Regions from separate parts of the Macaca mulatta genome. Here region 1 is linked to region 2. Evidence: chromatin contacts called from public Hi-C data. All regions are on one chromosome and are shown on one strand. The core of a region is the stretch at or near the end of the contact, and the rest is flanking DNA. Distances in the headings are between cores, read along the strand shown.

Region 1 (7,179 bases), core at 4,051-6,550, 540 kb after region 2:
CAAAAATAAAAACAACAACAACAAATACTAATGGACAAATCATATCAAGGAAAATTCAGAGCTCAAATGGTCTGGCATGGTGGCTTGTGTCTGTAATCCCAGCACTTTGGGAGGCCAAGGCAGGTGGATCACTTGAGGCCACAAGTTCGAAAAGAGCCTGGTCAATATGGTGAAACCCCATCTCTGCCAAAATTACAAAAATTAGCCAGGCGTGGTGGTGTATGCCTGTAGTCCCAGCTACTTGGGGGGGTGAGGCACAAGAATCACTTGAACTCAGGAGGCAGAGTTTGTAATGAGCTGAGTTCATGCCACTGTACTCCAGCCTGGGTGACAGAGCGAGACTCTGTCTCAAAAAAACTAAAAATAAAAAAATAAGAGTCATAATTTGAACTCTCTAAAATACACTACAACTATAGTGTTAACATCACAGTCTACCCCTTGTGCCACACAGATCTTTACTCTCCACCAGGTTCAGGGAGAAGTTCCTCCCCATTTCCCTTGGGCCTCTATTCCCAAGGGGAACTCAGAAGAATGCAGGAGGTCTGTGGGACCAACTATGGCCCCTACCAGTGAAGTTAATCTTGGAGCCATAACTGGCCTTCATTCTCTCCCTCTTCCACTATCTATTCCGAATTCCCCCCACCCTCAACAACTTCCTCAGATGCTGGTGGTTTACCTGGTGGTGTGAGCCAAACCTTCATTCCGGGGGTGAGCGGGAGGGGAGGGAAGGCGATAAATGCTAAATAATCAAACCCTTCTCAGGGTTGCTGCACATCCTTTCACAATTACAGTGGGGCTGCCTGGAGGTGCCCAGTGGATCACATGGGCTCTACACACATTCCTCCTGCCCTCATTATGCAGGAGCAGCCTTGCCCCTTCCTGTTGATCAGGGTCAGTTATCCCTGCCAGTATGATGACTCTTCTTGTCTGCTGGTTTCTGAGCACGAAGAATCCCAAGTGCCCTGCAGCAGCCACAAACCATAGTTCAATAGGACCCTTGCCATCATAGTGTCCCCCAGTTAAGTGCTGTGCTGTGTGGAATTCCATGCCTTTGGATCAGGTATTCTGTATGTCCCTGGAAAGTGATGCTAACTAAGGCTCTGTGGTGAGCAAAGGCACACCCATGCCCAGAATAAGTCTCTATCCCTGTAGAGATGAACCATTGGCCCTTCCAGAATGGAAAGGGCCTGATGCAGTTGACTTGCCCCAAATGATGTGTTGGTCTCAAGGAACAGTGCCATTTCAGGGGCTCAGCATTGGTCTCTGTTGCTGACACACTGGACATTCAAAGGCCCCTAGGCTCTTCTGCCATATCACATCACAGTGATCTCCAAAAGGCCTCTTTTTTTTTTTTTTTTTTTTTTTTGAGATGGAGTCTCCCTCTGTCGCCCAGGCTGGAGTGCAGTGGCCGGATCTCAGCTCACTGCAAGCTCCGCCTCCCGGGTTCACGCCATTCTCCTGCCTCAGCCTCCAGAGTAGCTGGGACTACAGGCGCCCACCACCACGCCCGGCTAATTTTTTGTATTTTTTAGTAGAGACGGGGTTTCACCGTGTTAGCCAGGATGGTCTCGATCTCCTGACCTCATGATCCGCCCGTCTCAGCCTCCCAAAGTGCGGGGATTACAGGCTTGAGCCACCGCGCCCAGCCCAAAAGGCCTCTTAAAGGGGGGCCATGATGATGCTTTGAGCTCCAAGTGTTAATGTCAACTCAAACTCTGCATCTACTACTCAAAATGTCTTGTTATCCCCATTTCTCTAGTGAATGATCACCTAAATGGCCATAGGTCTCTTTGGGGGGAAAAATGAAGGAATCATTGTGACATACACTTGCTGCAATTCTGCAAAGTCCTTCCTCTTAGAGAGCTGGCCACCTCTTTAGTCAATAGTTCTCAAACCTAAGCTGATTTTCAGATATAGAACCATTCCTTTCTAAGGGAAGCACCTGTGAGGGACAATGGGCAGGGAGGCCAGAGAGGTTGGGAGGGCTATCAGACCATGATGGGGGTGGACCGCTGTGAAAGAGAGAGGGAAGGAAGGAACAAATATGTTGAATAAATTACAAACATCTGGTGCATACTGGGCACTGAATGGATCCCAAGGAATCTCTGGATGAACACAGTACAGCTCAGCCCCCAAAGAACTCACAACCTAAAGTAGACACAGACTATTTGTTGTAAGCAGAACAATCCCCACCCCCCTTCCCTGAAGATGTCCATGTTGTAATCCCTGGAACTTGTGAATATGTCATCTTACATGGCAAAAATTAAGGTTGCAGATGAAATTAAGGTTGCTGACCAAGACATTATCCTGGATCAGTCCAATGTCATCACAAGGGTCCTTATAAGTAGAAGTGGGAGGCAGAAGCAAATGTCAGAGAAAGACCCAACAGGAAACTCAATAGGAGAAAGACTTAATGAGCCATTTCTGATTTTGAAGATGGAAGGAGGACAGACGTGAGCCAAGAATGTGGCAACCTCTGGAAGCTAGTAAAAGGAAGAAAATGGATTCTCCTTCAGAGTTCCAGAAATGAACATAGCCCTGCCAACACCTTGATTTTAGCCCAGTAACACCCATTCTGGACTTCTGGCCTCCAGAATACTAAGAATAAATCTGTATTGTTTTAAGCTGCTAAATTTGTAGTAATTATTACAATAGCAATAGGAAACTAATAGGGCTATATAATGAACCACAGTGATTCGTGCAATTGCACTGTATTCGTACAACAGCTGTGTACAGGGGGCAGGAGCTCAGAACAAGCAAATTGGATAAGGGATGGCCTAGGGAGAAAAAAGAGTGAGACAGAGGGGCAGAGGTGCAATGTGATATGCAGAGGCAGCTGCTGCAAGGCCAAGAGGGACACTCACACATGCAAACATATAATCCTGTGCACACACATGCAACACAAACAAGGGCATACATGTTCTCACATATACACACCCTAGTGTTATTGGCACTTACACATGCAGACTCTTTCTGACACAGGCCCACCCACTGCCTGGATTCCACCCGTTTTTGGTGACCTCTCTTGTATTAGTCCATTCTCACGCTGCTAATAAAGATATACCCAAGGGTGGGTAATTTATAAAGGAAACAGGGTTAATTGACTCACAGTTCAGCATGGCTGGAGAGGCCTCAGGAAACTTACAATGATGGTGGAAGGGAAAGCAAACATGTCCTTCTTCACATGGCGGCAGCAAGAAGAAGTGCTGAGCAAAAGGGGGAAAAGCCCCTTGTAAAACCATCAGATCTCGTGAGAACTCACGATCCCAAGAACAGCATGAGGGTAACTGCCCCCATGATTCAATTACCTCTCACTGGGTCCCTCCCATGACATGTGGGCATTATGGGAACTACAATTCAAGATGAGATTTGGGTGGGGACACAGCCAAACCATATCAACTCTGTCATCTCTGAACACCATATTTCCTGAGGGCAGCTGAATTTAGCAGGTGGGGACAGGGCTTGTCTACCATGGCTCCGTCACTAGCCTTCACCTGAACAGGAGGTACACTGGGAGGCTGAGACTCACCAGTTGGGGGGCAGCTGGAAATCATTTACCTGCCCAGCATTTTAGTTTGTAAGGTGTCAGGGTAAGCCCTGACCTTGCACATGTTCTCCCAAATCTCAGTCTCTCCCCTCACAGCTGTATGATGGAACCTATTATGAATGAGCTGGTCACCCAAAACCAGTGTGTCCATCTTCCCATGCATTTGTCTGTCCATTTTCATTCATTCAACATACATTTATTGATGCTTCTTCTGTGTTAATGCCTGCTCCTGGATACTTTGGACCCCAAGTAAAATAAGCTACTATCCAAGATATGATTTCTGGTGTAACCAGAGCTATGATAGGGTGAGAGCAAGTAGGAGCCTGCAGAAAGATAGGAGGAGCTCATAGCCCAGCCTTGGGGTAAGAGACATGAGTACATGACATTTCGGCTGAGTATTAAAGAATAAGATCACTGGGCAAAGGTGAAATCAGGAGGAGCAAGGAAAAGAAGTTAAGTCAGGTTTGTGATGTGTATTTTAGAAAGATCTCCCTGGTGAGGATGGCAAAGGGGGACTGGGAGGAAGGCAGGCCAGTGAGCAGCTGCTGTAATTATCCCAACCTGAGAAGGCAGTTGGGCTGGATAGACATGGGAGCTCCAGAGACATGCCTGAGGTGGTATCTGTAGGATGTAGGGCCTAACTGATGGGGACAGAGGGGATAAAGGGAGAGGGAGCAGTTAAAGACTGTCAGGTTGATGGCTGGGACATCTAAGAATGGCCCCAGTCTCAGAGTCAAGTGCCAGGCGTAAAGAAAGGATAACCAGGCTGGGGGCATGCAGGCCCTGGTGCTGACTTCAGCAGCAGGCATATGCTTCCTTGGGGAGGAGTCAGCTGGTAGAGAGGGTATGTGCAGCACTTCCTGAATCTGGGAGGGGTTCCCCACGTCACACACACACACACCAATCACACATCTTCTTGGCTTAGAGAAAGAAGTTAAGTAGCCCCTCCCCATTTTAACAGCTGAGGAGTCCATGATTTCAAGAGGTTAAATGACCTTGTCCAAGGCCACAGAGCAGTGCCTGATGGAACTGGGATTTGAACCCAGGCTTGTCTGACTACATCCTGTGCTCTTCTCCCCAGTCCCAACAGGTCAACCAGGCCAGTCTTGGCACCAGAGAATTAAGAATCCAGGGGACCTCTGACCTCTATGTCACACCCAGCCTGGCCAGGCCACTTACAGGGCCATTCAAAGCCAGGACTGCCTCACTCTCTTAGACAATGGACCAGGACAAAAAGTTCTCTTTGTGGGTAGAATGACCTTGGGCCCTCCAAGGAGAGGCGGAATGGCCCCACAGCTAACTTAGCCCTCTCATACCCACTCCACACCGTGGCCACCCACCCCACAGCTAGAGCACCTAAGAAGTGCATCTCCTAGTCTGTAGGTGAGCAGGAGAAGCCCAGGCCCAGCCCAGTTCAGCACGTCCCCACTGTCACACAGCTCAGCCATAGCTGGGCCTTCCAGGAAATCCAGACCTGGGCAATTAGAAACAGAGAGCTCAGGGCTTAGAATGAGATACTCTGCAGGATCCTGGTGAGGATCTGGCCCTGTCTGAGCCTATTTCCTCATCTGTAAAACGTGAAGTTAGGCTTATTTATCCTACAGCTCTCACAGCTGCAATGGTCTTTTTGCATCTCCTCTGCAGTCCCTGGCCTCATCCAAGCCTAAGAGTTGAACAACAGATGCCTGGTCCCTACGGAAAGCCCCCAACTCTGGCCTCAGCAGATCCACCTCCTCACTCCCCACAGGTCCCCCGAGGTTCAGTGCAGCCTCAGCCAGAAGAATGTGAACCATTCCCGGCATCTCCTCCCCTGTGGCCAGCCCAGAGAGGGGCTGGAGCCTCTGGGCCCTTCTGACAGGAAATTAGCTGGGCCTGGCCTTCCCCACTACCAGCTGCTCTGCTGACCCTGACCCTGTGTTTTCTGAAACTTGATACTGCAAATTTCAAAGCCTCTTCTCCATTCCCTGGAGGCCTGGCTGAGCTGTGTGTCTAGTGGGGCCTCCAGCCTACGTGTGGGCCTGCCTTCCTGTCCTGGAAAGGGCCCTGGCTAAGAGTGGTGCAGGGAAGCCTGAGGCCCAGCCCCTGCCATGACCCTGAGCAGGGCCTACCCCCAGGCGATTCATCTCCCCATCTCCGAGCTGTGAGAGGGAACCCACATGCAGAGTGGCTGCAACATGGAGAATGGGTTGGAGGGACACAAGAGGGGCAGTGGAGAGACCACCTCAGATGCAACTGTGATGTTTCAGGGAAGAGATGGTTTGGACTAGGATGGGATGGTGAAGATGACAAAAACTATAGACTGGAGACATATTTAGGAAGTAAGATGGAGAGATACTGGTGATGGTCTGGCCATGAAGGCTGAGGGACACAGGTGTCAAAGGGCCTGCTAGGTTTCCGAGTTGCCCAGCTGAATGGATGGTGGTATCTTTCCCTGAGATGGTGAACACCAAAGGATGACCAGGGTTGGGTTGAGGAGGGAAAATATCCTGTTTGGCCTTAGTTAGAGGCTGAGGCGCCTTTGAGCTGTCCCAGTGAAGAGGCTGAGCACATGGATATCCAGAGAGGAATAAGCTGAAGATACTTATTTGGGAGGGAGAAAAGTAGATGGTAGGTAAGGACATGGATAAAACTGCCAAGAAGGAAGAGTATTAAGTAAGAAAAGAGCCCAGCCTGTGCCTTAAGGACACTAATGTTCAATGGCCAGGTAAAGGAGGAAAAACCTGGAATAGAGGGTGAACAGAGAAAGAGCAGCCGAAGATATAGGAAGAACCATAAGCATATTGTGCCTTGCAATGAATGGAGAAGAGTGTTTCAAGAAGGAAGAGAATGTTCGGATGCTGCTGGAAAATCTAAAAAAAAGAGGAGAATGTAAAATGCACTTTGGATTTAGTGTCCTGAAGGTCACCTCACCAGTGTTTTAGGGAGTGCTGTTTCGGTGAAGTGAAGCAGGGAGAGGCCAGACTGTCACCGACAGGAGGCACGTGAGGTGTGAGGAAAGAGACAGTGCTCTGGAGACGTTTGACTGTGGGTGAGAGGAGGGTGGGGCAGTAGCTGCAGTAAGACAAGGAGTCGAAGAAAGGGGCTTTTGTTGTTTTTTAAGGTAAGTGAGATTCAAACATGTTTAAATGTTGATAAGCAGAATCTTGTTCAGATGAGAGACTGACAATGCCTGAGAAAACAAGGACAACAAACATAAAAGTGTTTTTGACAAAGCAGGAGGGCTTGCCAGGGCCCCTCAGCAGGGTAGGGCTCAGAGGGAACATCTCCAATCCTTTGAAGCTGGCTCCTGGGCACTAGGCTGGCTGTGGCACTGCCTCTGAGTGCTCTATATGCCCCACAGCCAAGGCCAGCACCGTTGGATGGCCAAGTACATGTACCTTATGGACCCTATTCAACCCTAGTTGAGGATGGCAGGAGTTAGAGATGATCGGACAGACCATGGTGGGCCGTGATGTCCTAAACAAGGGTGCTACATCCCTGGGAGAAGAGCCATGGGCCTCTAGGCCTATTGTGGACATTGAGCCCATTGCCAGTGACAGGATGCCTGGAGCCCTGCTGGATGGTATCTCTAAGTCCAGGGTCCCCAGATGCCTCCATTCCAGCTTGGCAATACCATGTTGGCTCTACTGGCA
Region 2 (6,344 bases), core at 3,470-5,969:
GAGACAAACGGGGCACCCTGAAATCAAAATCAGGGGTCCTTCTCTTTACTCTCCCCTTATGTCCTAACTATTCCCATGTCCCCTGCCTTTCTAGTCACTCAAGGAGGGCTTAGTGTCTGTCTATCGCCGGAACTGGGATCAACCTTCTTAGAAGATAAGGCATATAAAGAAAGTAAGGAGGAAGGAAGGAAAGAGAGAGAGAGGAAGGCTGGAGAGAAGTGAAGAAAAAAAATGAAAAACGGCTTGGGAAGGAGGAAGGAAGAGGTGAGCGGCTAGGGGAGGCGGAACAATGAAGGTCTCAGGCCGTCGGAGGCTCACGGTTCCGGCGGCACGTCCGTCCCGCCCGCCTCCAGCCGGCAGCTGCACACAGCGCAGCGTGTGGGCGCTGAGTCACTGTCCCAGAACAGGGAGCCACGGTGCAGGTCTGGGGGGTGTAGGGGGACGGCCCTGGATGGCATCTGCAAACTGTTTCTTTTTTTCTTTTTTTTTTCTTTCTTTCATTAAGGCTATGTGCTGACTCCCACGTAGCAGAACTTATTAAACCGCACGTACTGCTTGGCGGCGCTGGGCCTGTCTCAGCTGCCTGCAGGGGGCGCCACAGCCTCGCCCATGAGCCCGCGGTTCGCGGGCGCTCAGGCCCGGGCAGACCCGGGGTTACTGGGGGTTACTGGCGGTTACTGGGTTTTCCGCAGGTGTCCCAACGCATTGCTGGGGCGCCTTGGAACTTTAACAGCCGCGGCAGGCAGGGGGAACGCCTCTCTTAGAAGGCCTCAGAGACCACCCCAACTTTTCGAAGCGCGCTTTCGCGCAGGGTTCTGTGAGCAACCCTATAAATCTAGGACTCCGTTGCGCAACCCGAAAGTCCAGGCTTGCCAACCCACTAGGGCTCCCCCTACCCCCGCCCGGCCTGGCCGCCACGCCAGGCGGTGACCTCCGGCGTCTCCGCGAAGCCCTGGTTCGCACCCAGGACACGTGCTCTGCGCGCCCCACGCAGAGAACAGAGCTCGTGACAGCTCAGCCGGCTCAGAGTAGAGCCAGCACCTGCGCGCGCTGCCGTCCCACGTTCCCAAGCCCGGCGGCGCGACCCCAAGGCTCCTGGGCGGGCCGGGACCAGGGCACACTCCCTCCCTAGACGCGAGAGCCGAGCCGAGAGAATGAATCAGCATTGAGACAGTTTATTGGTTTGCTGTTCGCATATCACCCATTTCATGTAAATAGATTATACAGAGACTTGGTGTTTCCTTCTTCCAAACAGGAGGTAATCAGTCTTTCTCTTTCATGCACACAAACACAAACACACTCACATTCCACGCAGCGAGCAACTTTACACCTCACTGAGACATTCACGTCTTAAAATAGGGGGAGGAGGACAATATAATTGCTTTTAAAATGCCCTTAATACAATATATAACGTACAAAAATATCTCTATATTTGAAGTTACAAAAAAACTCTTGACAGCAACAAACTTAAATATTGATAGTTACCTCTATATGTACAACACACATTGCACTTTTCCTCTCTAGGTTTTGGAAAGTTCAAGTAATAGTGAGGCTTGTGCCCTGGTGGGGTGACACGCCGTGAGAAATCAGTTTGTGGGCGAATACGGCTGTGGCTCAGACCCCTGCCCCGGGGGTCTCAGCATTCATTTCTCAGTTTTCTCCTCTCCTTAAGCCTGGCAAACACTCACTCGGATTCTGCTGCATCCCGCCCCCACGGGGCACCCGCACTGAGCAAGGCTAAGGAAGCGATGCCCCCAGAAGGAGGGGCCCTTGCAAAGCCAGAGATCGCCGCCGGACGGTGCTTCCCGGATTCGGGGTCTCTGCAGGGCTGTCACAGCCCGGTACCCACACCGCTCGGGAAGTCCTTCGTCCCGGGAGGCACCAGCGGGATGTTTGCGCGACTGTTCGTTGTGCTATGGGCACCTGAATCCTAAAGAAAGTGGGGAGCACTTCCACTCGGCGGGGGTGGAGCCCCAGGTGCTTGTGGCTTAGAAGACATCAGAGTCCGACCCGGGCCGGCCTCAGGCAGGGAGCGCCGGCGCCGGCGGCCGTAGCCCTGGGGGCTGATCTTGCTCCTGGGGGCGACGTTGTCCTTGTCCTTATCTGTGAACTGGTAGATCTGGTGTGCCAGCTTCTGCACCGTGCATGTCCCGAAGCGGCAGCCAAAGCTCCGGAGGCCCTGGAAGTTGTTCATGCTCTGGCGGTAGCGCTTGACTCGGATGCGGGGGGCATCCGGACTGCTTCGGGGGAGGGGGAGAGAAAGGCAACTTGAGACCCCATCAAGCAGAGCTTTGGCCCCAACACCGGGAACGGGAGCCATTCTAGGACCAGAGGGAGCTGGAAACTGCTCGCGCCATCTGAGCTGCGTCCAGCCCCGACGATCCCCCGGGCCAGGGGAGTAGAGACGGAGAGCTCCTCCCGCACACCTTCCTTCCCTCCCGTCCCTGGACAGCACAGGGCGTAGTTACCTGTCTTCGGGGCTTGGAGAGGCACCCTTCATGTCCTGGGGCCGAATGAGAGTCTGGGCAGGCCCAGCCTTCACGTCAGCGAGCCCAGTGGGGTAGCTGCTGGACATCCGCAGTTCCCTCTTCCCACGACTCAGAGCCCACTTATTCCACCTGGAAAACACAAGCAGACAGAGTCGCGTGCGTTCAGGCGATGTCCTGGCCTGTCCCTGCTCCCATTCACTTCTAGACCTTCGGGACCAACGGTCAGTTCCCCTTGCCTGCCAGGTACCAGGACCGGGGACGGGGTTTGCCCCGGACTCACTTCTTTCGAAACTGCGATGCGACATCCAACCGAGCGGTTTCAGCGCCTAGGAAGGCGAGCGAACCCAGGTACATCAGGGCGACAGAAACCAGCTTCATCCCCGCTGCGAAGCGCAGACCCTGGAAAAGAAGAAAGAGTCGAGCGTGAGCACCCGGGCCAGCTGCACCACCCGGGCGGGGCACGAAGGGCGGGCAGGGGCCCCGGCGAGGCGGGTTTAGCCCGCGCTTTCCCTGGCGCTTATCTCCCTCGGCGCAGAGAGGCGCCAGAGACGTTTGCACGCGCCGGCCGGGTGACAGGCCCCGCACGGGAGGCCGCTGCACCCCGCCAGGCTCCCAGAGGGTCTCTGCTCAACTTCTTGGAACTTGGCTGACGGAGCATAGGGGACTGGGTCTCTGGATCTCCAGCTGTGTGCACGAGCTGGGCCCAGGATATGGGGTGTATCCTTCAGAGAACCCCCAAAGTGGGTTGCTCCCCTCACCCAGATCTCCCAGTTTAGGGCCTTGGCAAGCACTGCCCCCACTCCACCTCTTAACCCGCAGCGTCTGCGGCACCTACCTGCTAAGAGAGTGATCTGCCAAGTACTTGGAGGAGAAAGTCTCAGACGTCCCACTGGCAATGGCAAAACCCCAAAGTCCAAGCCCAGCTGCAGTGAGAAGCCCGAAGTGGCAAGGCTCAAGCTCTTCTATCTAGTGTCACCAAGAAACCACTGAGTGGCCAGCTCTGGTTCCTGTGCTTTATAAGCGCACGGGTGGGGGAGCGGCGGGGCGGGGCCTGTGCTGCCCAGTTGCCTTCCCTTTCTTTCCTAAGCCACGCGCGCTCCTGCTCTCGGACGCGCGCATTGCTTCCTTTGGGGCTGGGGTTGGACGGGGGGAGGGGGAGTTGGGGGGAGAGGAGGTCCCTGGTGCCCAGAGGGCTTAGGTATGGGCTCCGGGCGGTTGGTGCAGGAACAGCCACAGCCCTAACTCTTTGGGCACAGGGTTCAGACAGTACGCCGGGGCGAAGGGGCGCCACTACAACCTCTTGAGGTCCTTATCCAGGACCTATGAAGCCCAGAGTGCAAAGCCTCCTGGCGAAAAATAGCAAGAGCCCGCGGGAGGGACCGCGCGGATGGCCCGAGACCCGGACCTGGGGAGCTGTGGACTCAAGTGGACCGCGCCCCCTGCCGGCTTGGCGCCTGACCTGGCCGCGACCCCAGGCTCCCGCGGAGGGGCTGGGGCAGGGACCCAGCAGAGCCGAGAGGAGCAGGACTCACTAGTACCCCAGAGGACCGAGACCCCGGGGTTTCGGGATGGGCTAGTAAGATTTCACAGTAGGGACAAAGCTCAGAAAAGCTAAATTGAGAATTGGGATTTGGAGGGGGGAATTATCTGAAATTTCAGAATTTACATTTCTATTTGGAAACATAGGAATAACCAAAATTAGGAGGAAATATACTGTTTCATTTTGCCTCCTTGTAATCCTATTATGCCTTATAAGGTCATAACCTGAGAGTGCGCCTGGCTGCCTTCATTCATCCATCGTAAACGTGAGGACTGACTGCCAGGGAGCACACTAACGCTTCACGTATGCTAATCATTTTACAGTTTACCAAGCACGGCCACATCCCAGTCTACTTTGAGCTTCACACCCACCCTTGAGTCAGGCAAGGAAGGTAACATTACTTTTCCCATTTCAGCAGGTAGAAAATTCAAGCTCAGAAAGGGGAGGTATCTGCAGAGAGGGGAAGTCACCTTGCAGGTAGGAAGCAGCAGAGTCCCTACTCGGCCCGACACGCAAGCACGGCCGACTGGGGCGCGGTGTAGATTCCTCTAGGCTGGGGTCACCGTCTTCTCAAGGGGGAAAGGAGAGTCCTAGCCCCCGCCCAAAGAATTTGTGCCTGTTCATGATGAATCACGCTAAACACGTTTGTCACCCGTTTGTGCTCTTCCATCACAGCTTCTGCTCTTTCTTACTTCTCTCCTGGGGGCCAAACTGGGAAGGAAAGGCTAAGCCACGAGGCTTCCTGCTTCTTGCTTGTGGGTTTCTGGGGTCCTACAAACCACTCCTCTACTCGAATGTCCTGAAGCCCAGCGACTCGACGGAGAGGCCAAGGGTGCAAGACCACTAGCCAAAGAGGCTTCTGGTCCTCACCTCCCGGCAATTCGCTGTGTGAAGGTGGGCGAGTCACGTCCCATCTCTCGTGTCCCCATCTTAGAGCCGGTCCTCAGCAGACCTTTAAGCTTCTTTCCTACTCTGCCATATGGCTCTGAGCTCCGGTGCAAAGGCGGCTGGGCGGTGGGTCTCGTGGACCTTGCCCAGAGTGGTCTGTCTGGGCCGCGCACCGCTGGCTCAGCCGCCTTTTCACTCTCGGGACTCTACAGTGGACATTGCACCTGGGGAAGAAATGGCCGCGCCGAGGTTGTTTATTTTAAGGACTCTTCCTGGAAGAAGCCACCTGAGCGGACCTGAATTCCGTCTGAAGACGGAGGACAAATTCTGGGCCCTGACCCTGGCCCTAGTAAGGGGTTAGGACGCAGGGGGTTCGAGGAGTGTAGCACGGAGCACTGGTCGGGATCCGACCGCCTGGCTGGGCGCAGGGCGGTCACCGCAGCGGCCTGGCCGGGCGGCTAGTCCGTCTGCACCGCAGACAGCAGCTATTACTGCACGCCTGCTGGATGACCAGGAGCCTCCCCAGCCTAACTATTGTTCTTCTTCCTTGTCTCCCATTTCCTTTTCCTTTCACTTATCCTCTGCCAATCAAGCTCTTCCCACCGATCCAGGACTGGCTATCAGTCTCTCTGAGGATGCGACCTACTTGTCGCCACTTTCCACTTGGGTCCACGCCAGGACAGGTTTTACTTTCATTTCTCCCGCGCGCGCCTCTGACTGCTGGAGAGGTCAAGGACAGCTAGGCGTCGGCCCACAGCCAGGGAAGGTCCCGTGGTCTGGACTCGTTCCTTCCAGTCTCCACCAGTCCTGGGGGGGTGGGGCGGGGCGGGGGTGTTTGTTCTCCAGAGAACTCTGCGACTGTACCTCCCTGCCCTTTAGAAAAGCCCGTGATTCCGTAGGGGAAACTGAGCTGTCGCTCTGCCAGGAGGATCGCGAAGCGAGTGCTCTTGGTTCAAACACCTCTTTGAGCTGCAGGCGGCTTCAAAAAGGAAAGCAAGCCCAGGAGTGGAGGGAGACTCAGAGGCTAGGCTCTGCCAGCCTCAGGTGCCTAGGCCAGCAACGTTGTGACTGTGCCAAGAATTCCCACCTGAGAGTCTTTGCACGCACCTTATCAGCCTGGTGCACTTTGTCGCTCTGGCACTTAGAGATCTGTCACTTGAGAACTAAGTCAATTCTTTCTTTAAGTAAAATCTTGGATTGGCAGCTCAAAGGATTTTGCTAGAAAGCCCCTATCTTGGAGGGGGGTGTGTGTGTGTGTGTGCACGCTCCCCACTTGCAGGGGCCAGAGTACTCCCCAAAGCGTCGTGGGTTTAAGTCGAAAAAAGATAAGGAATTTGTTAAATCTGGGCATCTATGTTTTTTCTCGTGAAATCTCAAATTTGCAAATTAATCATCGTTAACGACAAAAAAATCACTAGAATGCATTT

What was found. A called contact is a pair of places that touch in the nucleus more often than the background predicts.
Region 1: a Hi-C map of fibroblasts shows a contact between it and region 2, with 3 times the contacts expected there. The contact joins the enhancer-like site here to the promoter of SBF2 in region 2. A contact is called at or near these places in 6 of 14 Hi-C or Micro-C datasets (blood, cortical neurons, fetal cortex germinal zone and 3 more).

What each region holds. Positions count from the first base shown.
Region 1 is chr14:55,759,136-55,766,314 of T2T-MMU8v2.0, forward strand. All of the region lies in intron 1 of LOC114672343 (a long non-coding RNA gene), which reads right to left. The region is part of intron 1 of LOC106993338 (a long non-coding RNA gene); the gene reads left to right. Among named protein-coding and RNA genes, the nearest start is that of SWAP70, 99 kb to the right of the region's middle. Within about 2 kb of position 5,301, at least 3 of the 40 cell types and tissues checked have an H3K27ac peak or open chromatin away from gene starts, as enhancers often do.
Region 2 is chr14:55,217,912-55,224,255 of T2T-MMU8v2.0, forward strand. SBF2 (SET binding factor 2) reads left to right here and starts at 4,720. Exons shown (of 41, transcript XM_077963424.1): 1 at 4,720-5,266. It overlaps ADM (adrenomedullin), which reads right to left and starts at 3,481. Exons shown (of 4, transcript XM_015114882.3): 1 at 3,325-3,481; 2 at 2,770-2,888; 3 at 2,469-2,618; 4 at 1,160-2,237. The coding sequence starts at 2,867. The coding sequence ends at 1,931.